2 separate regions of the Mus musculus genome follow, and region 2 is linked to region 1. A link is a contact called in public HiChIP or PLAC-seq data. All regions are on one chromosome and are shown on one strand. Each heading gives the region's core, a stretch centred on a gene start, on an enhancer-like site or on the middle of the called end of the contact. The rest is flanking DNA. Distances are from core to core; before and after follow the strand shown. Region 1 has its middle 29 kb from the start of 1810063I02Rik. Region 2 overlaps Rai1 (retinoic acid induced 1).

Region 1 (2,623 bases), core at 65-2,564:
CCCCTTGAAAGTGAGCCGAAGTAAACTGCATCTTCCTTGAGTTGCTTGGTCATGGGATGTAACGATCACAGGCACACATGGGCACGTGCAGAATGGGGGAGAGACTGGTGGGTGCTTAGAGCCCGGGGTGGGGGAGCAGAAGGGCAAAGATTCTGATGAGCTTATGAAAAGTTCCAAAATTTACCTGTTGTCTACATGAAGGATGTTGACACACACGTCTATGTCATTTCTTTTCTCCCAGAGCTCAGCTTTGACCCAGAGCTCTAGGCTTGCAAAGAATGTTCTCTGACCATGAGCCGAGTCCTCTCAGCCTCAAGTACGCACTTTAAGCAAGACAGTGACACGGTTTGGGAATCGTCACACATCGCTGTTCTGGTGTGGTGGTACAGGCATGTAATTATCTCAGTTTCTTGAATGGCTGAGGCAGGAGGATTGTTTAAATAAAACAATTGCAAGATGGCTCAGCAGGTAGAAACACTTGCTGCCAAGATTGACAAACCTGAGGTTGACTACTGGCATTCACATTGAAAAGAGAATCAACTACTGCAAGTTTCCCTCTGGTCTCTATAGTCATATATATATTATTTTATCTTTCTAGTGTTTTGTTTTGTTTTGTTTTGTTTTTTGAGACAGGCTTTCCCTGTTATGTGGCTCTGGCTGTCCTGGAACTTGCAATCTGGCACCAAACTCACAGAGATCTACCTGTCTCTGCCTCCCAAATGCTGAGATTAAAGGTGTATATTTATAATAAATAAATATCTTTAAAAAGGGCTTCTGATCTCCCATGTGGCTCCACCCCTCTCCCGTCCTTCAGATGGCCCCACCCAACCCCTGACAGCCAAAGCAGCTGTGTCCCTGGGATGCATGCACAGATCGGCAGGACTGCAGAAAGCCTGCGGTCGGGAGCCAGGGAGCTGTGCATCAGCAGTCCAGTCTTCGTCTGACTGTTTTCCTCTATGCCTGTGGTTCTCAACCTTCCGAATGCTGCAACTCTGTAATACAGTTCCTCGGGTTGGGTTGACCCCGACCATAAAATTATTTTGCTGCTACTTCATAACTGTAATTTTGCTACTGGTATAAACTGTAACATAAATATCTGATCTACAAACCCCCAGATTGAGAACCGCTGCTCTACACCATAGCAGACAGCCTAGAAAACCTCTTTCTGATGATGTTATTGGACCTCTTTGCCATTTCTCTCTCTTGTTCAAAAGGCTGAGCAGTAGCCCTGCCGGCCTCTGGCAGCACTGAGGGCTGTGAACTGCCAGACAGCACAGAGCAGTGGGAAGAGAGGCCTGGAGCTATAAACTGGTGGAGAGATCCATACAGTTGCCATGGCTGCTGCTCCCGCTGCCCGGAGAGCTGCTTACCCTGCTGGCTGAGGGCTGATGACTCTCACTGCCCGGGGCAGCTAGCGTTAGTTACTTTGTTTCATGATTTCTATGAGATGAACAGAAGAAATTTCAGCCAACTGCCAATAATCCCCCTCCCTTGCTCTGTCCTTTCTCTCCCTCTGTTCGAGGGAGTCATGTTAGATCTGAGGTCGATGACTCCTCATAGAAGTCCGGATGCCAAGAAACATTATTTGGTACACCTGCCCAGAGTGACCTCCCACAGAGCAGTGTGGCTGCCCTGATGAACCCTGTGCTTGGTGGCAGCAGAGTTTCCAAGGAAGTAACTAACAGAGAGAGGCCAAAGGGAAGTCATATCCTGGTTTCCTTGTGGTAGTAGAGGCCCAGGCAAATGGGAAAACAGCCGGTGGGGAGATCCAGACTCCCCAGGAGCCAGACCCTCCCTCAGCAGGCGTCAGCTGAGAGTGGATGTCAGATCAGTTCCTCATCATCCCAGCTGACTCACTGGCTGTAACGGCTATGCCTCCAAGAGGCTATTTGCCTGGGGCACTAGAAACTCATTGTCTCAAGTTTGATTTTTGTTTGACCGACTGAGATGGCTCTTGGTTGTCAACTTGACTATTTCTGGAATGAACTACAGTCCAGAAGTGGAGGGCTCACCTGTGATCTGGGTCTGAGGTAGGAAGACACATGCCTTTAAGCCAGATCCTGAGGCGGAAAGGGCTGCACCTTCTGCTGGAAGCCTATATAAGGTCATGGAAGAAGGACTTTTTTTTTGGTTTGGTTGGTTGGTTTTGTTTTGTTTTTCTTTGACTGCTTGCCCTTGCCTTACTAGCACATCCATTCCTTTATTGGCATTGGAGCCTATTTCTTCAGGTTTCCAGTACAGAAGCCCAGATGAGATGCCCAGACTCGCAGGACTGAGAAACTGCTAGATTCTTGGACTTCATGGCTAGTCATTGCTGGCTTCGTTAGACTGCAGCCTGTAAATCATTCCAATAAATTTCATATAGATGGGGGGGGGGTGAGATGAGATTCATTCCATAAGTTCTGTGACTCTAGAGAACCCTAATACAAAATCTTTGCCCATCTGTCTACAACAAAACCACTATTCAAATCCACCCTCCTATTGCCCCACCCTCCCATTGTCCCTGGGAATGTCTGATTCCCAGAACTGGGGTTGTTGCTGGGTAAAGGTGCAGCCGCTCCTCTCAGGAGCCCAGAAAGTCTCTCTGGTTTTGGACCACACAGGGGGAGGATGTTCATGGAAT
Region 2 (2,623 bases), core at 53-2,552, 270 kb after region 1:
CGCACCACCTCACCTGGCCTTACCTCAGGTTTTGAGACATGTTCTCTCTGGGAACCAGGCTCTCCTCATTGGGTAGGGCCAGCACTGTGTCTCCACCTCTTCAGTCCTAGCTAGGACTGACTATAAACTCTCCTGGCTCCTCTTGTGGATGCTGGAGATTTAACTCTGGTCTTCGTGCTTTCACAACTTTGCTGACTGAACGACCTCCCCAGACCCCATCTCAGGTTGGAATAAAAATAACCACTTGGAAAATAAAATGACACATTTGAGTCTTCGGCCTCCAGCAGGTCCCTTTACCATATCTTTCCTGGGCTCTGGGTCCAGATTTAAGTTGGAGATACTCTTGAACACTTGGAAATTGGAGAAAAGTTCTTGATCTTCTGCAGAAACATATGCTTGTGCATGTACACAACTTTTCATTTGATTTCGGGTAATCACCACACCCGGGCTGGGTGTTGGAAGGTGGGGAGACCTGTGTGTGGACAGACTGCCGCGCTGATAAGAAGTCTGTGGTTGTACATGTCGTACACTGGCCTCTGTGCATGGCTGGCCCCTGGAGTGTTTTGTACAAAACCATGTGGCATACATCTGGCCATCATCTTCCCTTCTCCTTTTTTATAACAGCTCAGGCTGTGACACTGATGAAGTTATGAGAATTATGTGTACACCAGTGAAGAACAGTCCTACAAATTGTGCCATTCACCCTGTCCATTAGGCTCAAAAGGACTGTCCCCATCTTGCTGAGGACCAAGGGAACCTGGGGCAGATTGCTCTGGACTGAGATGCAGGGCCAGGTGCTGCCTGTTTTTTCAGGTGGGGACAGTTGGAGGAGTGTGGGTCATGGCCTAGGCTAGCTCTGCCTTGTCAGGCACAGAGAAGGCTCAGTCTAGGTGGGAACTGTTCCCACCTGTACAGGCAGGTGTGAAGGGTGTGAGAGCACCTGAAGCCAGCATAGCACTGGGTGTCTGCCAGCAAAGCAGCCTGGCTACAGTGCCTCAGCCTTGACCTATCCGCTGCTGTCAGGAAGTGCAGGGCCTGCCCATGCTCCTCTCATCTGTAACCCCTTGGTCTCTGAGGCTTTTCCAGGCAGTGGGACTTCAAGCAGAGTCCTTTTGCAGCAGACTCCCTGGCCAACATGAAGATGTCTCCAGCAGCAGCCTCTGCCACTTGTAGCTAAGCAGGGGAAGTTGGACTTGCAAGTTGGCTCCATGGAGCCTGTAATCAGCCCTGCAAGGCCCCTGCTGTGGGCACCCTTAAGTGCTGCTTCCGGAGCCTACTTGAGATACACCTGCTTGTGCTCAGAAGAGAGGCAACAATCCACCAAAACAACCCCAGGTGCCGGCAGGAGGGGTCAGGACTCAGATTCCCTTCTCATGGTCCAACATTGTGTGAGGTCTGGTGCAAGCTTCCTCAAGTTTTAGTGTCCTTGGAGGTGCATGGCCCCAGGGCTTTCCCTCCCAGGGCCTCTGATGGATGCCATCGTTGGGAGAGGAATGAGCTCCTGACTCCTTCCTAAGCCTCCTCCTTCACTGTGCCCTCATCTCTTTCTTTCCAGAGACATTATAAATCAAACGGCTTAGAACGTAAGGCATCAAAAATTCTGAAACCTTCATCTATTATTAACGCTGACAGTAAATTCCCCCTTCGAGCATTTTACATAGCAACTGTTACCAAGACTCACGGGTAGAGCTGCACTCAACCACCAAATCCTGGAGGCTCCGGGCGGATGGCTGGGCCAGCCAGTTTCTGGGCCATACTTGTTGGCCACCTGAGCACCTGCTAGCCTCTCCAGCTGCTGGTGGGGAAGGAAGGATCTCTTAGCTAAGGAAACAGCTGATGTCCTGCTGAAAGAGGGTCCCAGCTGCTTTTGCTGATCTCTGCTGCAAGATCCTCACAGACCCCAGCTCCAGGCCAGAGAAAAGGCCCCTGAGGCTTTCTGAGGCCATGCCTGGGGGTAGGGATAGGGTCTGAGAGGGAAGACAGGAAAAGGCTTCAGAGATGCTAAGGGTTGTGCAGATGTTGTTTACAGACTCACCCACCTGTCAGCCAGACTTTCCTGAGTGACTGTTTGTCTGCAGGCGGTATCTAAGCACCAGGGATTTAAAACAAAGACAAAAGGCCTAGTCCCTGTCGAATCTGGTTTGGTAGGAGACAGTGGTGTCAAGCTCTAATTGCAGTGGAGTACAAGAATCAATGTGTGTACCAGGAACCCACTCAGGGAAGAGGGACAGGCAGAAAAGGATGGGGTGGAGAGTGGCTGCCCAGGGTTTGAAAGGATGAATAGGATCTGTGGGTTTTCAACATAACTGGCATATGCTCAGGTTCCGCAGCAAGCATTAGCCCAACATTTGTTGCAGATGGATCTATTGAAGAAGGAGCTAGAAGAGAAAGCAGGAGAGGCTGTTAGAACTTAGAATGTAAAGCAGTGGTGTTTGTTAGGTAGCCCTGGGAGCTGTGGGAGGGGAGCTGCCGGGACATTGTACTTGCTTGTTACTTTCATTGCACAGATGAGGAGAGAAGGGTCTGCAAAAGCTTAGGCAGGCCCTTGCTACATGCCCAGCCCGTGTTGGGTAGAGCAGTGCAGCCTTGGTTTAGTTCTGATAAAGGCCTGGACCATGTGGGT

Evidence for each region. HiChIP or PLAC-seq counts read pairs in DNA pulled down with a chosen protein or histone mark.
Region 2: an Esrrb HiChIP or PLAC-seq map of embryonic stem cells shows a contact between it and region 1, with 14 times the contacts expected there. The contact joins two enhancer-like sites.

The regions. Positions count from the first base shown.
Region 1 is chr11:59,890,762-59,893,384 of GRCm38.p6, forward strand. No RefSeq gene overlaps it. Among named protein-coding and RNA genes, the nearest start is that of 1810063I02Rik, 29 kb to the right of the region's middle. Within about 2 kb of position 1,315, at least 45 of the 459 cell types and tissues checked have an H3K27ac peak or open chromatin away from gene starts, as enhancers often do. A contact at or near this core is called in embryonic stem cells, where this site is marked.
Region 2 is chr11:60,159,664-60,162,286 of GRCm38.p6, forward strand. All of the region lies in intron 2 of Rai1 (retinoic acid induced 1), which reads left to right. Among named protein-coding and RNA genes, the nearest start is that of Mir6921, 40 kb to the right of the region's middle. Within about 2 kb of position 1,303, at least 28 of the 459 cell types and tissues checked have an H3K27ac peak or open chromatin away from gene starts, as enhancers often do. A contact at or near this core is called in embryonic stem cells, where this site is marked.